Regions from separate parts of the Mus musculus genome. Here all the other regions are linked to region 2. The links are chromatin contacts, called in public Hi-C, HiCAR-type, HiChIP or PLAC-seq and promoter capture Hi-C maps. All regions are on one chromosome and are shown on one strand. Each heading gives the region's core, a stretch centred on a gene start, on an enhancer-like site or on the middle of the called end of the contact. The rest is flanking DNA. Distances are from core to core; before and after follow the strand shown. Region 1 overlaps Cwc27 (CWC27 spliceosome-associated protein). Region 2 holds the start of Adamts6 (a disintegrin-like and metallopeptidase (reprolysin type) with thrombospondin type 1 motif, 6). Region 3 overlaps Cwc27 (CWC27 spliceosome-associated protein). Region 4 has its middle 240 kb from the start of Cwc27. Region 5 overlaps Cwc27 (CWC27 spliceosome-associated protein). Region 6 holds the start of Erbin (Erbb2 interacting protein).

Region 1 (3,461 bases), core at 354-2,853, 460 kb after region 2:
AAGAGAAGGAAGAGGAAGAGGAGGAAACAAATTAAACCTGCTTTTCTTCTTTTCTAATGCTATACAGACACACTGTAAATAATGTGGCAGTTTGTGGACACAGCAGGCTCTAGGGCACCTGTAGAGCCCATCATTTTGAACTGTCTGACTTTTATAAAAACACTAACTTACACTTAAATCTTTGCTCTAAATGAATTTTCAGATTGTTTCCAAAAAGCTGAAGGGGCTTAGCTGAGACAAGCTGTAACCTCAGTGGCCTTACAGAAGGGCTGACTCATGCCAAGGTTGCTGCAGGCTCTGGGTCTTCTTTTCCATGATAGACAACCTGGCCCTGGTCTTCCCACTCCTCTACTACCTGGCAGACAGGCAGCATCCAAACCTTGTCTGACCTGCTAGAACAGCCCTCCCCCCCCTGCCCCCCCCAGAGAATGAGGACAAGAAGGGCCAGGAAAAGCACTTTGGAAACTACTTGCACCTAATAAAACATATTTTAATTTAACTAATGTGAAATCCAAAGTGAATTCCATCAGTCTAAATGGGAAAGATGCTTTATTTATATTTATTTATATGAGCTCTTAATTTAGGCTTGATTCATGCCTCATGAATAAAACTACCAGTTTATAAAATACACTGCATATTGGTCTTCATGGGCCCTTACATATCTTTAATAGACCAGTAGGACATGTGGCAAGATTCAATATTTGTCTTAATTTTATGAATAAACAAACTTTTATAGAAAAAGTTCAATAAAATTATAATCAACGAAGTAATATAATTAGAATTCCATGTCTGCTTTTTTATTCCTCTAGTCCAAAATTTCTCCTAAGAACTGTGCTAAGCATATCATATAAACTTATGACATTGACAGCCATATCAAAATCTAAAATGATGAGGCTGGGGAGATAGCTCAGTGGGTAAGAGCACTTGGAGTAAAAGCAGAAGTCCCTGAGTTCAAATCCCTAGCACCCATTTAAGAGCAGCCATGACCATGTAGACCCACCACTGGGAGGCAGATATACACAGATCCTGGGAGTTCACTGGCCAGCAAGTCTTAGCTAAAACAGTGAACTTCAGGTTCAATGTGAGAACTTGTCTCAAAAATAACAATAGTAAAATAATAGTAACAATAATGATGTGGACAGTGATTAAGGGATACATGTGTGATGTTCTTGATCTGCATGTGTACAGGTGCACATATGTGCATACTCCAAGTATGCATACAAAACATATATCACATGATCTAGAGAGATGATACTTTACAGATATAGTGTGGATAATTAGAAACAATGGAGTACAGAAAGATAAATTGGTAAGAAATGGCTAATAAGTAACACATTAGATAGAAAAGCGTATACAATAACTAGAGTCACAAAGAATAGACCAGGTAGAATAAAACTAACACTTTTATACACATTACACTGTCAACGCTAAAACAAAAGCTATACTGAATATATATCACTAAAGACAGCATAGGAAAAAAATAGACAAAGGTGTATTTTTGGTTGATTATTCTTTAAATGGCATTTCTAAATGTTATAGCAAATACCAGAGCCACCTGGTGCTTTGCTAAAACTCATAATGCTGACTCCAGCTCCTCCTACAGCTCCTAATGCTGACTCAGCTCCTCCTACAGCTCCTAATGCTGACTCAGCTCCTCCTACAGCTTCAGAGTGAGGACTGAGACTCTCTCTCTAACGCGCACCCTGGAGAACCGGCGCAGACAGTCTGGTGACTTTGAGGACCCCTGGTTCAAAGAAATGTTACAGAAGTAATGCATAGTTTTATTAATATTCTTCTAGGTAAAAAACTGTACAAAGCACTACCAGAATTATTTAGCTACTTTACATTTGATCAAAATTCAATATATTGATAATTGGGCATACTAAAAATTTAGGAGACAACCAAGAAATGGGTTGGTCAAGCTTTTCTCTCAAAGTCATTATTAAACAAATTTAGATTCTCTGGGATTCAGAGGAATGGTCCTTCACTGCACATGTAACAGAAGGAGTTTTCAGATGGTTTTTCTAATACATAGGTTAAAGGGGATAGAAAGAATGTTTTGGGTGAGGAGGGCAGTCTTCTGCAGTTTCCATAACTTCATGAATTTTCATACTCTGTGGCTGCTTTGGGGTTGGTATTTTACTCAGCATTGAGAATGAATATGTGGCATATTTATAATAATAAATTAGTTCAAAAGGGCATGAAACTGGTAATTTGGTAATGAGTATTCAACGTAATGTAACGAACACACAAAAGCAGATCAACAAACACATTCTGGAGGCCTAGGAACACCCTTCCATTCTCCTCTTCTTTTATGGAGCCTATGCTCCATTTGCTGAGAGGAAGTCAGTTCTGCTACACCATGCAGTAAAGCCTGGGTCCAACTCTACACCTGAGGGCAAACGTACCAAGAAGTGCTAGAATATTATGGCTGAGATTGCACTCTCATGCTTCACTGGTCTGCAGAATACCTTCTTAACCATCAACTGCATATCTGTCAAAATGCTTCACTAGGCTTTCTTTGCTAGGACCATTGAGTTTGTGTATAAACTTAGACCCATGTCTTCTATGTGGTTCAAATTCTGATTGGCTTTACTCCCTCTGATGTTAGGAGCAAATTAATGATAAAATACTAATTGCCATCATTAAGATTTTATCTTCTTTCAACAGCCACACTAAAAGTATACCAATAATTTAGAAAAGCAGGCCTCTTAAAGTGTAAATTCACATTGCAAAAGTGCTTGTGAATTAAAGCTGCACAATGTATTTATAACAACTACAGTAACAATAGCAAAAGCAAATACTATGTATGCTTTCTCATCGGTAAGTTCTGTATACTTTGAAACCCCAGAGACAAGTCTGCACTGTAGTTCAAACCTCACTAGCTATGTGATACAGGGGAAGTTTGCACACTCCCCTGGGTTACTTCCTAATATGGAAGAAAGAGGAATGACCACAGGGAGGGGCTTTACACAAATCTTGACTTTAGTGTTATACAATTTGCCCCTTCTCTTCCTATCCATGCCATGTAGTGAGCAATCAAAGGCATAGGTTCTCTATGGAATACTTCATTCACGTGTGAAATTCAATCTCTTCAATACATAGGAAACAATCCCAAATATTAGTCCACAAACAAACCTAAATATACTTAGAAGGGTTAAAAATCAAACAATGTATGTTCTAAGACAACAAGAAATGAGATTTGAAACTAAGAACAATGAAATATTTGACAAATTTGTAAGTAGTGGAAAATAATATTCCTAAATAACCAACAGGTTAAAGAAGTCACAGGGAAGTCAAAATACTTTGAGTAGAGTGAAATGAAAATAAACAGATTCAAATTCTTCATAGAATACACCTAAAGCAAGGCTTTGGAGGGAAATTCCCAATTTTAAGTTGGTGCCTACATTAATAGTCTTCATAATAAAACAATCGACCCAAGGAGACTGAAAAGTACTCTG
Region 2 (3,511 bases), core at 920-3,419:
TGGACAACAACGTTAACAGAAGTTAGAAATTTAAGAACTGGTATTTAGAACGTGCCTCCTCCTTATTTACATCCCTCAGGTCCAATTTCATTTTCTGGTTCTGACCATAGGAAATTGACTGGGTGTTAATTAAAGACTGGAATTTCAAGGCTCAATTTCCCCTCCCCCAACCTTGGCAACCCTTAAACAATTCCCAACCCCGCACTCCACAATACAGACAGATAAATGATGCGGCAGATTACACAGCTGAAAGGCAATATTTGTCCTGAGCTATTTTCGATTTTCTTCCTGTTTCCGATACTTTCGCCAGACATTGTTTGCTTGCTTAGGACTTGGAAAGTGCAGTGGGCATATTTTTTCTCTATGGTTTAATGCCAGGGGCTTTTTCCTGGTAAATGAAAGTGAAAGTGCTATGTCGGGGTGGTATTTTATCTTTAAAGGCTGAACTGGCAGCTGATGTGGAGGGGGAGGTGGGATTGGAAAGCAAGAAGAACCGGTTCTAAATGTTTTGTTTGTTTATCTTGAGATCTCAGCAGGGCTCCCGTGTTGTCGCTGCGGCCCCCACCCCCAACCTTTTTAGGGGGCTGACTTAGGCTTTATTTTCTTTTGAGCAATCATTGAAGTTTCTTTCAATCTACTACAAACAAGCAAAAACAAACAAACAAACAAACAAACAAAAACAACTAAAACACCCCCCCCCCCCGCCCCCTCACTTGTGGCTTTCCCTGGTGCAGTTTAAAACACCATCTAGTCTCTCATCTGGAAATAATGCAATACTCCCCACCCCCTTTTCCTTTTATAGGTCCACATAACCTGAAGTCGATAATCACATGGAAAATGTGCAGGTCTCAATTTCGTTTCCTTTTTATTCTTTTGGTGGTATTTTCACTTGTTGAAGTATATATTCAACACACAGGCGTTTTGTTCATGTCTTTAAGTCTTGAAATTTTGCTCTACTGATCTGACTCCTTACATGACAAAATTTATGAATAACTTTTAAATATTTACTGCAGAAATTAAAATAAAACAAACAAACAAAAGTCAGAGAATGACACCAAAAATTCTAACAGTGACATTAGTCTACCCACCCCATCCCCCACCCCCTACCCCGTGCCTTTCCTTTTTCCAAGAAACTGTAAATAACAAACCAGACAAGACTCCGCAAGAGGTTAGAGGAGGAGGAAATAGGCGGGGTGGGTTAGGGGAGAGAGGTTAGAGGGCCGGAGTTTCTCTCATTCACAGGGTGGAAAAGTTGACATTGTCTAAGCCCTTCTGAATGGCTGGTGGTTGGATACCCCGATTGTACCTCTACTTCCCCTCCCCCTCCACGTGACGACCCAGGACACATGCGCACCCGACGCAGCCGAGGCACATCTGCAGACTGACGTCAGTTTGTTCTGCCTCTGAGGAAAGCTGCCAAAATTTTCTTCTGCTGCAATTGAAGTTGGCTTGGGGCCGGCAGTGAGCTCGAGGGCTACTTCAACAAAACTTTTCCTGCCCTTCCTGCTCCTCTTGTCTTCTCTCTCCTGATACCTTTTGATGCTCTGCACATGTTATTTGCATAGCAAAGGCACTAAGCTGTCCAGGAAGAGAGGGCACCACTTCCACCCCTAATAAGCCTTTCCCCTCCTCTTTCTTTTTTCCTTTTTTTTTTTTTTTGAGGGGGGGTGGGTGGGGGGAGGGAGGGAGTTGGGGGTTGCAAAGCACTTCTCAGGTTGATAGCCTTGGATGTATTGAACGGATTTTTTTCTTTTCTTTTCTTTTTTTCTTTTCTTTTCTTTTTTTTTTTTTTTAACTGCCAAATCGGAAAGTCTGTTCTTTAAAACTCCAGTTAGCGAGACTATAGGGTTTTATTCTGGCTGCAGAATAACTGGCTGGTGTGGCTTTGCAAGGGGGGGCGGGCAGGCAAAAAGAAAAGACAGAAAAGAATACGTGAGTCGTCCAGTGCAATCTCTATTGTTTGAAATTTACTTTTTATCAGAATTTGAAGATGAAAACGGTAAGGAAGACTTCACAATATTCAATGAAACCTTAAAAAAAAAAACCCAACAACTTGTGCTTTGCTTATCTTCCGAAAAACGCTTAGATATTCTCTCTCTGTCTCTCTCTCCCTCTCCCTCTCCCTCTCTCCCCTTCTCTCCCTCTCTCTCTCTCCCTCCCCCTCTTCTCTCTCTCTCTCTCTCTCTCTCTCTCTCTCTCTCTCTCACTCTCTGTGTTGTGTCTGCGCGCGCGTGCGTGCTTTATGGCAAGAAGTGAGTTTCACTAAACTCACATTACAGATAGAAATCTTTTAAACTCTAGTCTACTCGTGGATGTAAAATTCCGGGGCTTACAGGTATTTTATAATGTGAAAATACGCGCTTATTGTATGAATTTGCATGTTGTGCGAAGTGGACTTGATTATGATCATCGTGGACTTTTAACTAATCACCAGATAGCGTGGAGAAGGTAATGATGATGTGTGTTTTTAATCGATTTCCAGACTTATGAAATTGCCTTCTGAGAATCCGTTTCATGTCAGTGTCTTTAGTATTCAGACAAGTGCATATTTCATGCCTGTGCTCTCAGGGTAGCAGTAGTGTGCTGGCTGAGCACCGATGCTCTAGGATATGTTAAGCTCTTAATAGGCTAATCAAAGAGATGAAAGCGTGTGGTTTTGATTTACTTTTGCCCACTTGGGCCATGCTAGACTCATAACTCTCTGGAGCCTTGTTTATCAGAGTATGTCTGTATATATGGTATATAAGACTGAAGTTCAGTGACTGGGGAGAGAGAACAAGAGTGCTGAAGGGAGTATTGGAAAATCTTTCTGATAATATATGCTATAATTCATGTTTTTGATAAGCTGTCCACTTGTATTAGGGGCAAAGAGAGCAAGCCAGAGTAAGAAAGCACACTGAGAGGGAACAAGAGAGTAAGTTTCTTACTCTTGTTTTTATTTGAGCTGCTGGTGCAACGCGTTTGGGCCAAATGCCAACTGTCTGGGTCACACGCGTTTTATCCAAATAGATTTAGCGCTGCTGTCTGGAAATGGGCTGCTGAATGTTAACTTTAGGATCAACTCAACCAGGGCAGCTCAGACTGTTACCCTCTGTCTGGATGAGGTGGAATGGGAAGGGGGGTTGTGTGTGGGAGGGTGTGCAGAGAAGAGGGGAGAAAAGGGAAACCAAACCATTGCTTGGAACTTTAAAAAAATACACTGAATATAATTTTCAATTTACTCTCTTGTGTTCAGAATTTTTGTACTATTTTTTCTTTCTTTTTCATTTCTTTTCTTAAGATTATTTTGATTAGACTGAACTATTTAGTGGTGAATTTGGAGCCCTTAAAATTCATGACAGGGAAAGAAAGGCAATGTAAAACTTAAAGGCGTCTTAGAAAATTAATTTTGAAGATGATTATTTTCCCCAAAGCAGCAGTGCAGCCTTGTTTATATTAACCTGATGCTTACATGTGAATAGTAGTGATGTTTTTGGAGTGTGCTACATTAAAGCAAATCATTCATTTATCA
Region 3 (3,466 bases), core at 224-2,723, 360 kb after region 2:
TCTGGTGCATAGAGAGTTGGAAAAACACCTGCCCGAGTGTCTCATTAAGAATACATACAGATTAGGACCAGAAAGATGGCAATTAAAACCCCGTATTCCAGTCTTTTTCATTCTAATGCTAGTTATTTTCCACATGTGATCTTTTCCATGTCTTTGAAGGGTTTGTCTGAAGACTAATTATTTCCTTCCTGGCACCAGGGCTGCAATTCAGGTAGAGGCCACCTGTTAAATAATGGGGCTTTTTTAATTTTAATTTTATTTTTTTATTGATTCCATGGTCTATTGTCTAAGTTTCTTCCAGGTGTGGATAACTAAAAGAAAGTAAGAATGTAGCACATTACCCACGAAAACTCTGAGAGTAAAAATATAAAGGTAGAACAATAAGGGCCCACCTTGGCCTCCCACACACACGTCAGCAATGTGCTGCTAATAGTCATTACAAACGGGGAACTGGCAGAAGAACAGACACAAAAAAATCAATGTAAAATAATGAAATGAACTTAAAAATACACACAAGACCTTCAGTGCAAGAAGCAGGATTACTCACATTCTAGTATGCAGTTTAGAACCTAAGAGTTCTAACGTTAGCCTAACATACCAAATCAGTTCCAGGTGTGCTTCTGATGAAAGTTAGAAATAAAATAATGGTACAAAATACTAGCGAGGTGTAGACGCAAATTCATATAATCCTGGGATTAGGAAGACTATGAATAACATCAGGCAGAAAATACATAGGGAAATATTCAAATGTTTAGGATTCAACAAATATCACTTAGCATGTAGAGAAGGAAGAGAATCGCAGCGCTATGGGAAAGCACAGTCCACAGCTACCAATAATGAAATGTTATCCACTGGCACTACTTGACAACGAGCAAAAACAAAAGCCTTCAGGAAGTAAGGCTAAATACTCTTGGAATATGCCGAAAAGTAGGATGAAGACAAGTAAGAATAACTGAAAAACACAAAGTATAAAGCTGAAGACCCACTTGGATGGGTTCGGTATCCTGGCATCTGTGATGGAGAAAAAGGTCAGGGAGTCTGAAGATAGATCATCATATAGTATCCCCTCTGAACTAGAGAAAAGTGAAAAAAAAAAAAACAAAAAAAAAACAAAAAACAAAAACAATTAACTGAGCCTAGGGACCTGTGGGAAACACTAAAATCTAAAACTCAACCCTGGAAAGCCAATGTGGCAAGGACACCAATTCTCCTCAGATTGATTAATAAACAATGGAATTCAAATAAAACCATAGCAGATTTATTTTGTACTTAAGAGAAACTGACTCTAAAGTTTACATGGAAAGACAAAACAAGTAGCAGAGCCAAAGCAACTCAGAGAAAAGAAAAGTGTTAAGACTCCTATTAGCTGGTTACTTACTCCCTGGTTTCAAAAGCTGCTCTTAGTAAGCCAATGAGGCATTAGCATACGCATGCCAATCAACAGAACAGGATAGTCTACAAACCACAGAGAACCAAGCACCGACTGCGGCCAGCCAGGGCACTCAGGAGAGAAAGGCAGGTTTGGAAACAATTATGTTGTAACATCCAAACACCCAAAAGAAGAAACTAAAACTTAGCCTGAACCTCATATCTCACATAGTCCCTTACAAAACATGAGTAACAGATCTAACTGTAAAAGAATAAAACAATTAACGAAAACGAAAATTCTGTGAAAGAGGTCTTAAATATGACCACTCAAAGCGCAATCCGTAAAGAAAAGGAAGTGCCAGTCAGACACTGAATGACCAGTGAAACATTGTTCATGAGTGTAATAAACAAATAAAAAGTAAAAAAATTAAAAATTAAAAGCATGAGAGAAAAATAGAAAATCTTATCTAGATCATATAGGGAACTCTGAAATCTCAGCAGCCAGTAACAGCCTGAAATAAATGCACAAAGGTCAGAAGGCAAGCACAGGACATATTAAAGTGATCACTGACTTTCAAACAGCAAGGGAAATAGCGGAAAGGTACCGCAGAGGAGTTTATACAGCTCTGCACACACATTTGTGCTTGCTGCACCTTGGCCCCCAGGTCCAGTGGGAACAATGTGGCACAAATTCAAACACTCCTTTCCTTAGGAAAAATCTGCATCAAGTCTGAAAAAGTATCTGAAAGTCTATTATATGTCAGGCACAGATATCACAAATTACATTTCATTAAATACTATATAAGATCAGTTTGACTTAATTTGTCTTATTTATGTATCCCAAAATGTTGCTGAGCTAAAACCCCAGCTAAGACAACTCTTATGAAGCACTTAGAATCAATAAGATGTGACTAATGTTATAGTCTATTTTGAGAGGTTAGGCACAAATAAGTAATACAAAAAATGATAAAAATTGTAAGCACTGCACGGTATTTCCTGTATCCAACACATTTAATCCATAAAGTACTATAATGGAACTACTTGAGATCAAACTGATACCGGGGATCAAAGCTTCCAGGACCAACATGTTTGGTCATACCCTCTGATAAACAGGGACCAAGATGAGCACATAAGTAGAGAGCCGGAGTTCCAGCAGTTCTCCAAGTATGGTATGAGAAGCCTGTGTCTACAAGGTCAAAGTCATCTGTATGGGCACTAGGACATTTATGTGTTGTTCGAATCCTTCCATGAGCATATAGTGACATCATAAAATTACATTTATTTATTTGTGTATCTGTGTCCTCACATGTGCTACTTGCCCCATGCATGTGGAGGCTAGAGGCCATCTTGCAGGAGTTGGTTCTCTCTTACCATGTGGGTCCTAGTGACTAAACTCAGATTGATAGCCTTGGTGGCAAACACCTTTCTTTACCTGTTGATATGTTTCACAGTCTATGTTCTAAAAGATCACAACATTACGTAGTGCACAAGAGAATCTACCTGCTCCTATCATGCTAGACATTAGTGATTTGAAAACTGTAAAGCAATACCATTCTTCATGAAAACTTTCTGTTTTGCAGTTATAATTAGAACCACAACCATGACCAGGATAGCAAAATATCCCCAAGGGTACAAGAGTGGCACCCATATCTTGGCAGTCACCAACAGCTCCCTAATAGGACTTCCAGTCTCCTCAACAGGAAGAAAACCATGCTTGGTACTGGGAACCTAGCCAACTACCCGTGCCCAATGAGGTCATGGATCTTAAACAGAATCCTCATCACTTCACTAAGCTACAATGATTCCTAACTGCATTCTATATACGTATCCTTATACAGACAGAGAAGTATAGCTCTCACTCATCAAAGAAGTTTTCTTTGTAACAGACAGAAAACCACACACACACACACACACACACAAACTGGTCAAATGCAGAGAACTGATTGTGGGTGCCCAGCCACAGTGGACATATTTACAACACAACTGCTATACATAAGGCTCAGGGAACATTGTGAAAGGGAGGCAGAGGCAGGTGAATTTCTGAGTTCAAGGCCAGCCTGGTCTACAGAGTGAGTTCCAGGACAGTCAGGACTACACA
Region 4 (3,907 bases), core at 1,089-3,588, 290 kb after region 2:
TCTGCTTCTCTGTCTCCCTTGTATCATATGTGCTGTGTGTGTAAAACTCTTTATGTGGAGTCTGGGAATGGTTTTTAATACATTCAGAGCAATAAGCCAGAACCTCTGCCTTTAATACCTGCTTCTGCCATTTCTCATCAATGGGGCTGCAAACACATGTGGGAAGCAGCCGCCCGTGACGGGTCGGGGCCCCGCCATGCAAGGAGAAGCAGATGGGGAGAAAAGGGGCTATTGTGCTAAACACCTGTCCAGCCATCAGGAGCAGCCGTGAGCCACATTGGACAGAGACTCGGTTGTGAGCATAGTAAACAAGGCACACCCCAGGTGTAACCATCAAGAGTGTGGATGGAAACAAAAAAATAATTTCCATGCTTTTTTTTTTTTTCCTGAATTCTAAGGTAAAATAACAGGGCCATTGTTAGGAGACACCTTTGGAGGTAGGCTGATTATGAGTCTTTCAAACACCGGGTCTGTGTTTTAAGATTTGTGGTCAGCTATTTAGCTCAGAGCTGCAATTTTCTTGTCCTCCAGAATAAAGATAACAATGATCCCTGACTCACAAGCTGATTGTAAAGAGGATCACCCAGCAGTTGAACAAGGAACGTGCATCTCGCTGCCGCACACAGTGCAGATGGCTCCGTCCATTACACATAACTCATTTACCCTGGTCATAATTTTCAAGGTTATGGGGCGGGGGGTGGGGAGGGGTGGGAAGCATTGAGGAGTGAAAGAGTCTGAACTAGATAGCCAAATGACATCTCCAAATGTCACGGAACCTCCTCCACCCTTTAGGTGTGGATTATCATGTCTCCCTGATTCCCAGACTTGGGGATTTTAACCTGAGGTCTAGGAAACCTCCATTCCCCCTGACCCTCCAATCTTCATGACCCTTTGCTCTAAACGATGAGAAGACCTCAGGGTTTGTTTGGATCTGTTAGATGACCTCAGAGTTGTTTTCAACTTGGTGGAAAATTGAACTCCTCTTCAAAGGAGCATGTCATAAGCATTTACTACTGCTTGTGTGGTTTATATTTTTTAAAAATGCAGTTGTTAGGTCAGATAACTCATAAAATACAGGCTCCTGCCATCAACCCTCAGGACCCACATGGCAAAAGAAGAACACCAACTCCTGCCGGGCGTGGTGGTGCGCGCCTTTAATCCCAGCACTTGGGAGGCAGAGGCAGGAGGATTTCTGAGTTCGAGGCCAGCCTGGTCTACAAAGTGAGTTCCAGGACAGCCAGGGCTACACAGAGAAACCCTGTCTTGAAAAACGAAGAAGAAGAAGAAGAAGAAGAAGAAGAAGAAGAAGAAGAAGAAGAAGAAGAAGAAGAAGAAGAAGAAGACCAACTCCTGACCCCGTGAGGTACCTCCATGTGGCTCATGTGTGCGCACCCGTGAACGTCAGCACGTGCACACACACACACACACACACACACCAAACAAACACATGTAATTTTTAGCATACTATTGTTTTGTCTGGAGACTAAAAGGAACCGACAGCCTGTGTGCTGCTGGCCGTTTTGCGGTAAGTACAATAGTGCACTGTGTTCACGGAACTCAACTAGCAATTAAGACTGAAACCTGCCTTCCTGGTGCCACCTCTTAGTGTGCGCTGCCCTCCTTCCTCGCCTTTCACAGAAGCCGGGGCTCAGAAGGGACAGCAGCTCTCTGAAGCCTCTGCTGGTGATCAATGGCGTCTGTCTCTCAGCATCTGTCCTGTCCACCCTCTCTCTTTATTGCCTGTGCGCCATTTGATTGATGGTTGGTCACGAGGAGTCAAAGGAGCCTGTTCTGGCCACACAGTCCTACTCTGCTGTTTGGATCTAGAAACCGTCCTATCTCTCATCTTTGAAGAGCCCCTTGGGTCCAGATGATAGACACTCTCTGTATATGTCAGTTTATTACAAGATGCTGAGTGTGAAACTTTTAATCAAGTATTTCAGGGAAAGGCCACATCTGGAAGCAGTTATCCAGATGTTATAAACCACTCTGGCCAGCGTTTGCCAGACTGCTGGACAGGTGATGAGTACAGGACACACCGCTCCGTATGTGTAAGACTATCTGGACAGAGGAAGAGCTGGGAGACCTCTAACTCCTGTGCTCAGCCTTCCCTCGAAGGGACACTGGAACTGTGTCTTATACACCTCCAAGACCAGCGTGTCCTGGTGACTCAGAACTGAGTCTGTGGACTGATCAGCACTTGGCCCAGCTTCTTCACCCTGGGCACCTGTCCCCCGTAGCCAGAATTTAGCAGCTTGCTTCTGAGTGTATGTGTGTGGCGGGCTGCGGGGGATGTTAGTTCTGACTTTTGGAGCAGCTAGAACAAAGTAAAAGACATTTCTGAGAAATGAGAGGGAAGAGCTACAAGGCACAGGCTTTGTAGAAACTACCGCACCATTCAGCAGTGGCTCAGCTCTCCCCATCGTAAGGCCAAATGGATGCGGGTAACAGATTTCGTTCTCCATTTCTTTTCATTTGTATTAGTGTGGTAATTGCATATCGTATGTGTGTACATTCTCATGCATACAGTACATATGTGAGTTCCTATAGGGGCCCAAGTTTGATATCTAAATTGCCCCCCCCCCACCTCTCTTCTTGGTGGAGGCAGGGTTTTCCAGTCAAACCCAGACTTCCCCTCCTCTCACTAGACAGCCCACTCTGCCTCGCCGGGCTGAAGCTGTTTCAGCCAGTGAGCATGTGCGTGGGTTCTTAGGTTCTGAACTGCATGCCGTTCCCCTCCTTGTATACATGTGCTTTAAGTGTGGAGTCTTCTCCAGCTCTGCGGGTGTCTTAGTCAGGGTTTCTATTCCTGCACAAACATCATGACCAAGAAGCAAGTTGGGGCCAGGCATGGTGGCGCACGCCTTTAATCCCAGCACTTGGGAGGCAGAGGCAGGCGGATTTCTGAGTTCGAGGCCAGCCTGGTGTGCAGAGTTCCAGGACAGCCAGGGCTACACAGAGAAACCCTGTCTCGAAAAAAAAACAAATCAAGTTGGGGAGGAAAGGGTTTATTCATCGTACACTTCCATGTTGCTGTTCATCACCAAAGGAAGTCAGGACTGGAACTCAAGCAGGTCAGGAAGCAGGGGCTGATGCAGAGGCCATGGAGGGATGTTTCTTGCTGGCTTGCTCAGCCTTTCTTGTAGAACCCAAGATTACCAGCCCAGGGATGGCACCACCCACAACGAGCCCTCCCCCACCCCACCCCCCTTGATCACTAATTGAGAAAATGCCTTACAGCTGGATCTCATGGAGGCATTTCCTCAACTGAAGCTCCTTTCTCTGTGATAACTCCCGCCTGTGTCAAGTTGACACACAAAACCAGCCAGTACAGAAGGTCACTGATTTCTCATCCAACTTTTATGATTTGATCTGAATGACCTTCTTGGTTTGGGCACTAGCTAGCATCTAATGATGCTGCTACTTGCAGACTGAACCCATTTTCCTAACAAGGAAGCAACATGGTGTCGGGTAGAGCATCTATGGAGTATTGAAGTAGAGGTGAGCTATTTGCATTCAGTTCACGGTGGCTGGAGAATGTGGCAGAGGTCCCTCAAATCATGGTTTAGATGCTGAGAGGATTCCGGGCACTAAGTAGGCATAACACAGTGAGTTATTTCTTCCAGCTAGGGTCCATTTCCTCAAGTTGCTCAGCCTCCCAGAGCAGTTGAGGAAGACGCATCAAAACATGAACTGGTGGGAAACGCTTCAGACTTAAGCCGTAACACAACCCGTATGAGCTGGCAGGTATTGGCCGTCACTGAAGCGGAGCCTCAGTTTAACTTTAGTCTTGGCTAGATTTTCTTCTTGAAGACACAGGAACAGGGCTGGAGGAGTAAAAGCAATTGCTGTGCAAATCTGGTCATGTGAGTTTAACCTCCAGATCCCATGGTAGAAGGAAAGAACT
Region 5 (3,716 bases), core at 1,058-3,557, 480 kb after region 2:
AAAACACAAGATCTCACTGCTTAGTCTAAAACTCAGAATTATACAGGTCAGCTTTAATACCTGTAGCAAACGGGCTGTCAACATCATGTGTTAAAGGGAAGAGTACCTGAGGATTAATTCTGCTTTCTCCCTCTGCATAAGAAAGTGTTCTTGCTGAGGCTGAGTTTGGTTCAAGAACTAAGAAAGCCTGACAATTATAAACATTCCCTTAAAAGGATATCCACAGATTGTTAGTTCAAGTTCTTCTGGAATTGTGATGAAAGGGAAGAGCCTACAAACCGTTAACTCTTTTGGAACAGTGAATATAAAAGTCAGTGATAGAGGAAATGAACTTTCCTGACTCAGTAGCCTTGTTTTACTTATATATATTTATTAGCCACTGTATAGTAAGTGTATGTATTAAGTTCACTGAAGCTGAAAGAAACTATGCTGAGATAGACTTCATCTCTTTCTCCCTGATGTTAGTAATGAGAACACACTGGGTCTTGATTAATTGGAAAATAAATCTAAAGGCGTACAAAATGTGTATTCTCATATTTATACATAACCTACCCAAAACCCTATACAATGTTAGAAAAAGATGATAAAACCAATCTGATCACTTTTATTGAATAAGCTTGCTAGCCATGAGTAATGGGTCAAACACATAACAATACTAATTGCCCAGACACTCTTGCTTAGCTACATGAATGTATCCAGAAACCTCTAAGGAGACTGTTATATCAGTAATTTTGTTGTTGTTGCTATTACTTTATTTTATTTTTAAAGGATTGCTCATTTTTTTAAAGAAATGATACCCCAAACATTAAAAAAAAAATTGCCTCCTCAGCTAAATAGTATTAAAATTTCAACCTTAAAAAAATTCTAAAGGAAAATAGTTTGTAAGCTAATGAGTACCCCAGCTATCATATGTTGGAAGAAGTTTAGCACAATTCCACATTACAGTAAGTGATAAAACTGTATATAAGAAAGACTGCTATCAGGCGAGGTTTCTGTTCTCTTTTTTAAATGGAAACTACAACAGCAAAGTATATTTTTTTAGCCTGAAATACTTGGCTACAAAGACAAACCATTCTGCTATTAATAGCAGTATGTGTTGTGTGCATGTATATGTATGTGGGTGTGGAGATTGGAGGTTGACATCTACAGTCTTCCTTGAGTGTTCTCCAATTTATATATTGAGGCAGGGCTCTTGAATTAACCCAGAGCTCATTCAATATCTCACTAGCCAACTTCTGGGGATCCGAGTTTTGAGATTCCCAAGTACTGGGATTGCAGGAGAGTCATTACACCCATCACATACTTTCATGGGTGCTGACTACCCAAGTTCTGAGATTCACATGTATTTGCCAAGGGCTTTTTACTCATTGAGCCTTCTCTTTTGCCCCAATACAAATTATTAAGTATGGTAAATTCATTAATAATTTTTCTGTGTTATCCATTAAAAGGAATTTAAATCTTAATTAGTTTGAAGATCAAATTTGACACTTTGGTAGCCAAAGTAAGCAGTGAGGTCACGTTGTAAACATTTCACTGGACACATGGTTCTATTAAAAAGGCTGGAGAGACGGCTCAGCAGGTAAAAGGCACTCACCGCCAAGCCAGCCAACCTGAGCTCAGTCCCCAGGAGCCACATAGTGCAAGGAGACCTGAGTCTGGCCTCTGTGTGTGTGTGTGTGTATGTGTGTGTGCATGTGTGTTTACACCTGCACACGTGAAACCAGGGTAATTAAGTAGGCTATTCAAGAATGTATCATTTCTAAATCCTAATCTCAAGAAACAAAACTACAATTAAATTTGATAGTGGTCACAGTATTGTCATTTTATACGAAGTGCCCACCCTCTGCTATATTTACTATTATTAAAAAATACATTCATAAGCCTTAAAAGCTGAACTTGCTAAATGACAATGGAGTGAGCACTCATTTTTGAACCATCCTCATTGGGACTGGAAAAGGCCTGAGATTGAATGTCTTGAAGCACAGTTACACACACCCACAAATGGCCTACTGCAGACATGAATGTTTGTTTGTAACACTGGGTGGGGATGAAGTGGCAAGCATAAAGGGCACCCTTTCAAAAGCTCTCCCAGTATATGGAAACTCTTACTTTCTCGTTTATATAAACGGTCCTGTAACTCAGATAAATACAAGTCTTCTGAAATAGAAACATCACAGAAGCCTTACTAAACTTAGCGTTGTTCTCCATGATGGGCTCCACCTTCAGCAAACAAATCTAAAGGTACTGAAAAGGAAGCGGTCTTTATATCACCAGATTCAGGAATGACGACTCAAGAGCTGTTACTGACAATACTGTTCCTCTGTTGGGTGACTTACACAATATGATGTATTGTCTCCCTCCAGACAGAGCTGTGAACCACAAACTTTTGTCAAAGGTTGTACTAACTCACATCAAATTAGGCTTGATGTGAATGGGCCAACTTCCTCTAACCACACACTAACTTAGGAACATGATTTGCTTCTTTTCTCTTTTTTAAAGGTCATATGCCTGGGACCTCTACAAACAGTACTATTATTAAAGGGAAAATTCTACTTGGTTCCAAGAATGGCAAAAACATCTTCACAGAGGAAACTGTTGATTAGCAATTGAATGAAAGTAAAAACATAACTGTAAAGTAGGGCCTAAAAATAGGATACAGAGCTCACAGAACTACAGGCAGGCAGTGCTGTTTGTACCGAATGCCTTGAGACTCACCTCTCCCTTTTCCCTTCCATTGTCTCCTAGAGCCACTAAAGAGCATCAGGTTACATCAAGAAGCTTGAGAAGAAAGCCTCCGTAGAATAAACTTACCTGTAAGCTATTAGCAGAAGTTCACTAAGTGATACAACGCCTGTTCTTTAATGAATGTTGTAAGGAAAATACAGTGCAGTCTCGTGGCTTTAATGAACTATCTGCTTATTTGAATACAAAATTCACATATTTGTAGAACTGGGTGTGTCGTATAACTTATATGGTAGCTTGTAGCTTCTTCAGATTTTTACTTAGCCGAGCATTGTGGCTTATTCCTCTAATACCAGAATGTTAGCGACTCAGGCAGAAGTAATGCCAAGAGCAAAAGGCCAGCCTGGGCTACGACACAGGAAGAGCTATCAAGTGAGGGCTTTCCTTAAAATGCCATTCCACCCACCTCTGAATATCTTTCCTGTACTATGTGAGATGTCTATTTTATCACCAAAATTAGCCAAATAAGCTTTAAATCTCATTTGGTTTTTATTATCCACATATCAGAAGTGTCAAGAAACAAGTTCAAAAAACACATGAGCACAAAAACAGCATAAATAGTACCATAAAATCTTTATCTTTTTTCTTTATTCAAGAATAAAATAGGGGCTAGAGGGATGGCTCAGTGTTTAAGAGCCCTGTACTATTATTGTGATTTTGCCGGGGGTGAGAGTCAAATTCTCATCACCCAGATCACACACTTTACAGCCTCTTATAACTCTTGCTCTAGAGGATATGAAGCCTCTGACCTCCACAGGCACCCAACCAAAGATACAAACACTTAAAAAAAAAGAAAAAGAGGAGGAGGAGGAGAAGGATGGGGAGGAAGAGGAGGAGGAGGAGAAGGATGGGGAGGAAGAGGAGGAGAGAAGAAGGAGGTGGAGGAGGAGGGGGTTCATAAAAATCAGAAAAATGGCTTATAAAATAAAGCCATAGAAGTTGATCAATTTATAACCCTAAAGAAGTTTACAGAA
Region 6 (3,547 bases), core at 933-3,432, 370 kb before region 2:
TTTTTAACATGTCAAAATCTAAACACACTACTCTTTCAAAAATAACCTACTTCCTTAAGGGGTGGGGGTGTTAAATAGGTATTTTCAAGTGACAATACTTTATACAAAACGGAATGACACAAAAACATCTTTGCAAGTGTTCATTCTCTAAAAGACTTGCTCTATTCAGGCTTTGAGGCTGGAGCCAAGTAGAAGCCATAAAAGGGAAGCGAAGTTCAATGTCATTTATTTTGTTTCCCTCTTTCATATGCTCAAGATTAACCTCTTTTGCTGCCTAATTATACGTCCCCAAATCATAAAGTCCACCAGTCATGCACTTTAAACTCCTTCATAAAGCAATCTGACTTTTAACAGGAATAGCTTGATGGCTCACAAATCTCACCAATAAAATAAAAATGAAAACAAAAACTCTAGAGACCAGGCCCTAATAACACAACAACATAAATACTGGAACGATTCTCCTTTTGAAATGTACTTAATGAAAGCCAAACAGCCAAGAACAAGTTGTGAGCTCACTTGATCCTGATCTTTAAAACCTACCTTTCTTCTTTTGAACTAAAGGAAGTCAACTCTTTTTCCTCAGGTTTCTGGTAATTATTCTGGTAATATCTGATTAAACACCAATTTAAGCTTAAGCTACATCTACCTATAGTTAATATTTATTTAAAATACAGTATTACCTGTCACTTCCCTTACCACAAAAGTACTTGGAGGCAGGGGGAGCAAATTAAACTTTAAAAGACACACACAATTGAAACACTACTAAGGGAAAAGACAGCAGGGTTTACTGCAACCAAAATTAGTTCTACCCATAAAGAAAACTCCATCGGTTCAGAAGCGTCCCTAGGTCTGACTGGTGGAATGTCTGCCATGCTTCACGAATTCCTGCCCGAACAGTCCGTACCTATCACTTATTAGGCAGAAGCAAACAAAAACAGATGGGCCAACACACATACAACTGCAAAACAGCGCCGCTTTTTCCGCACAGTGTGACTCTTCTGAAAATTTTAAGGGTTTTATTTCGCTTCCCTTCCAGTGTTGTTCCTATTCGGAACTGCATACAAGTCCTGACCAATCAACTACTTGCAGGTGTTTGGCGTTTTGTTTTGTTTTTGTAGCCATATCCTTCTCCGTCCTCATCCCTAATCTTTACGACATTCTGTTTCCTAGAACGCCAGTTTCAAGAAAAATCTAGCAGCTACTCTTCAATCAAGTAACCAAACAAGCACTGTTAAGCTACTGACTGAAAAGAACGCACGACTTACTACTACTACAAGCGGCGCCTTCGCTGTCCAGAAAAAGCAATCGGGAATGGCAGGCAGCCGGTTTCTAAAGTCCAAAGAACCAGACGTGTTCTACCGAAACGACCTCCGCGTAGGATTAACGCGAAAACCAAAACAATCGGCACCAACATAAACAAATGTGGCAGCCATCTCAGGGAGAGGGAATCAATCTCTCCCCGCAGCCAGAAGACTCAACTTTCTTCGGAAACAAAAGTTGCCAGCCTCAGCAACTTGATATACAATGTATACGTCCCGGAGCACTAAAACTTCTGGCCCTCCTGCTCAACAAAGGAACTCTTTCTTCCGATGGCTGAAAAACTTTTCGTCCCACCGCATTCTTACAATCCCCGTCTTAAAAAGAAAGGAATCCAGACGGTAGACGGGGCGAGGGGGAGAAATCAGTTCTACTATTCGGCGGCTAAAATGCCAAGGCACGGGAGAAAGAAGGGAGACGAGTCGGGCAGAGCGAGGTGGACTAAAGTACCGTCGCTTCCGGCCCACGAACTTGGCTCGACGCTTCCCGTAAAAGAAAGAAAAAAAAAGAAAGAAAAGAAATTACCTCTCAGGGTGTCTCAGGGCAGCCGTCCCGAGGCTCGGCTTGACATGGTTCCCTGCCCTTCCTCAGTGGCTCCGGGCCCCGCCGAGGCTCCCGTGAGGACGAGGCGGATGTGGAGCTGCCGCCCGGCCGGCCGCAGCAGTGCGGCTGCTCCGGTGGGGGCTGGGGTGCGGGCTGGCTTCCTGCTCGCGACTTGTGTCAGGAGTTTCCCAGCCCCGGCTCGCTTCTCCGCCGAAGGAAAAAACTTTTCACTCGTGACACCGCCCGGAATTGCCGTGCGAAACTCACTTCCTGCCTGGGTGAAAAGCAGGCTCCAGCTCGGGGCCCGGGAACCCGGAACCCCGGGGTGGCGCGCCGCGCCGCCGAGGGGGAGGGGACGGCGCCCGCCCCGAGCCGCGGAACCTCGCGCGGCCCACGGGGGGCGAGGACGCGGAGCTCGGCCGGCCTGGGCCGCACTAGGCCTCCGCCCCCACAGCCGCGCCGCGCGGGTATTGTCTCGAGTGCGCCGGCCGCGCCCTGCGCCCGCCCGGCCCCCGCCGCTCCGAGCCGGAGCCGACCGGCCGCGCAGGCTGGAAGGCGACCGTCCGTCGGGCGGTCCGACCGGCCGGCCCTGTCTCTGCCACTCGCGCTCGAACCCTCCGGGCTTCCCGCCGCCGTCCCTGCGCTCTCCTCCGTCCTCTTTCCCTGCGGTCGCGGCCGCGGCGGCGCGGTCTCCTCGGGAGCTCGCGGGCCCGCGCCGGGGGCCCAGGCTGCGTCGCGCGCCGCCGCGCCACCTTCACTCTCGAGCGGGAGACGGAGAGGGGAGGCGAGGCGGAGGAGAGAAAGGAGGAGGCGGACCCGGGCCGGGCCGGGGTGGAGGGAGTTTCTGCTTCACAGGCCTCGGCGGCAACAGCGCCACCGCCCCGGCGGCTAAGGGGGCCGAGGCTGCGCGCGGCGGCGGCGGCGGCGACGGGGGCGGGGCGGGCTCCCGCGGGGGCGCCCCAACCGCCCACAGCCAGGCGAAGGCCGGCGCGAGCCAGTCAGCGCGCACGGGGTCTACGCGGTCGACGTCGGCGGCGGGGGGCGCGGGCCGGGGGCCGCGGGCCGGCGGGGAGGCGCGCGGCGGGAGGCCCGCCACCCACCCTCCCGAGGCCCGGGCCGCCGGGCTCCCCTCCGCCCCCCACGACCCCGCGAGGCCTCCGCCGCCCGGGCCGATCGAGTTTCTTTGTACGACCGTAATTGGTGCAAAGAGGTTGTTCGAGTGCAGCCCCGATTTCCAGGCAGCAGGTATCTCTTTCAGCTGCAGCACTCCGACGCCTCTAATGGCACGCTCAGGTTGCAGGAAACCACCGCCGCTGCTCCGTGCAGCTTCTTCCCACGCCGGGCCGGCCTCCGAGCTTGCTGCAAGCGGCGACGCGGCCGGGGGCCCCTCCGAGGAGACAAAGCTGGTGCTGGGAGGCGGGGAGCGTGGCCCGCGAAATTGCCTCAAGACGGTGCCTTTGTTAGAGGAAACATTGGATGCACTCCGAGCGCCGCGAAGCCTTCCAGCCCCTACGCTTTCGGGCGTGCAGTCGTTCAGTCAGTCGCGCTGGCCCTGGTAGTTCTGCCTGGCAGGGTTTGCGTTTATTGCAGAGAGAGACTTAAGCATTCTGTCAACACATATGGCTTAGAAAGCTTCAACCATAACATTGCCGTTTTTACAGTTACTGCTTTAAGTATGTTAGCAGAC

The links. Promoter capture Hi-C pulls out the DNA fragments that hold promoters and counts their contacts. Hi-C and Micro-C count contacts between places; a contact is called where the count stands out from the background. HiCAR-type assays count read pairs that join an accessible place to other places. HiChIP or PLAC-seq counts read pairs in DNA pulled down with a chosen protein or histone mark.
Region 1: a contact with region 2 is called in a Hi-C map of the N1E-115 cell line, with 5 times the contacts expected there. The contact joins the enhancer-like site here to the promoter of Adamts6 in region 2. A contact is called at or near these places in 6 of 39 promoter capture datasets (cranial neural crest, frontonasal cranial neural crest, liver and 3 more), 2 of 484 Hi-C or Micro-C datasets (the N1E-115 cell line and bone marrow-derived macrophages), 10 of 115 datasets of contacts at active chromatin or transcription factors (the 230-238 cell line, acute myeloid leukemia, bone marrow-derived macrophages and 6 more) and 4 of 9 other capture datasets (adipose tissue, liver, macrophages and 1 more).
Region 3: a promoter capture Hi-C map of second pharyngeal arch cranial neural crest shows a contact between it and region 2, with 9 times the contacts expected there. The contact joins the enhancer-like site here to the promoter of Adamts6 in region 2. A contact is called at or near these places in 13 of 39 promoter capture datasets (the 3T3-L1 cell line, Sertoli cells, cranial neural crest and 8 more), 3 of 484 Hi-C or Micro-C datasets (embryonic stem cells, liver and nephron progenitors), 18 of 115 datasets of contacts at active chromatin or transcription factors (the SCID.adh cell line, acute myeloid leukemia, bone marrow-derived macrophages and 13 more) and 2 of 9 other capture datasets (adipose tissue and macrophages).
Region 4: a contact with region 2 is called in an H3K27ac HiChIP or PLAC-seq map of regulatory T cells, with 4 times the contacts expected there. The contact joins the enhancer-like site here to the promoter of Adamts6 in region 2. A contact is called at or near these places in 15 of 39 promoter capture datasets (the 3T3-L1 cell line, 3T3-L1-derived adipocytes, the C10 cell line and 10 more), 5 of 484 Hi-C or Micro-C datasets (nephron progenitors, trophoblast stem cells and uterus), 16 of 115 datasets of contacts at active chromatin or transcription factors (the 230-238 cell line, DN3 thymocytes, the NIH/3T3 cell line and 11 more) and 4 of 9 other capture datasets (adipose tissue, liver, macrophages and 1 more).
Region 5: a contact with region 2 is called in a HiCAR-type map of Th17 cells, with 5 times the contacts expected there. The contact joins the enhancer-like site here to the promoter of Adamts6 in region 2. A contact is called at or near these places in 11 of 39 promoter capture datasets (3T3-L1-derived adipocytes, the C10 cell line, cranial neural crest and 7 more), 2 of 484 Hi-C or Micro-C datasets (bone marrow-derived macrophages and ventral hippocampal neurons), 18 of 115 datasets of contacts at active chromatin or transcription factors (the 230-238 cell line, the NIH/3T3 cell line, Th17 cells and 13 more) and 3 of 9 other capture datasets (adipose tissue, liver and macrophages).
Region 6: a contact with region 2 is called in a promoter capture Hi-C map of pre-B cells, with 2.9 times the contacts expected there. The contact joins the promoter of Erbin here to the promoter of Adamts6 in region 2. A contact is called at or near these places in 1 of 39 promoter capture datasets (pre-B cells) and 1 of 115 datasets of contacts at active chromatin or transcription factors (memory CD8 T cells).

What each region holds. Positions count from the first base shown.
Region 1 is chr13:104,741,423-104,744,883 of GRCm38.p6, forward strand. All of the region lies in intron 10 of Cwc27 (CWC27 spliceosome-associated protein), which reads right to left. Among named protein-coding and RNA genes, the nearest start is that of Cwc27, 74 kb to the right of the region's middle. Within about 2 kb of position 1,604, at least 25 of the 459 cell types and tissues checked have an H3K27ac peak or open chromatin away from gene starts, as enhancers often do. A contact at or near this core is called in the N1E-115 cell line and second pharyngeal arch cranial neural crest, where this site is marked.
Region 2 is chr13:104,285,666-104,289,176 of GRCm38.p6, forward strand. It overlaps Adamts6 (a disintegrin-like and metallopeptidase (reprolysin type) with thrombospondin type 1 motif, 6), which reads left to right and starts at 2,170. Exons shown (of 25, transcript NM_001081020.2): 1 at 2,170-2,335.
Region 3 is chr13:104,648,883-104,652,348 of GRCm38.p6, forward strand. All of the region lies in intron 13 of Cwc27 (CWC27 spliceosome-associated protein), which reads right to left. Among named protein-coding and RNA genes, the nearest start is that of Cwc27, 170 kb to the right of the region's middle. Within about 2 kb of position 1,474, at least 14 of the 459 cell types and tissues checked have an H3K27ac peak or open chromatin away from gene starts, as enhancers often do. A contact at or near this core is called in acute myeloid leukemia, hematopoietic stem and progenitor cells and second pharyngeal arch cranial neural crest, where this site is marked.
Region 4 is chr13:104,576,378-104,580,284 of GRCm38.p6, forward strand. No RefSeq gene overlaps it. Among named protein-coding and RNA genes, the nearest start is that of Cwc27, 240 kb to the right of the region's middle. Within about 2 kb of position 2,339, at least 17 of the 459 cell types and tissues checked have an H3K27ac peak or open chromatin away from gene starts, as enhancers often do. A contact at or near this core is called in regulatory T cells and uterus, where this site is marked.
Region 5 is chr13:104,760,999-104,764,714 of GRCm38.p6, forward strand. All of the region lies in intron 10 of Cwc27 (CWC27 spliceosome-associated protein), which reads right to left. Among named protein-coding and RNA genes, the nearest start is that of Cwc27, 54 kb to the right of the region's middle. Within about 2 kb of position 2,308, at least 15 of the 459 cell types and tissues checked have an H3K27ac peak or open chromatin away from gene starts, as enhancers often do. A contact at or near this core is called in the 230-238 cell line and Th17 cells, where this site is marked.
Region 6 is chr13:103,918,404-103,921,950 of GRCm38.p6, forward strand. Erbin (Erbb2 interacting protein) reads right to left here and starts at 2,183. Exons shown (of 26, transcript NM_001289473.1): 1 at 1,843-2,183. It overlaps D130037M23Rik, which reads left to right. Exons shown (of 1, transcript XM_006517803.4): 1 at 1-3,547. The coding sequence starts at 1,590. The coding sequence ends at 3,419.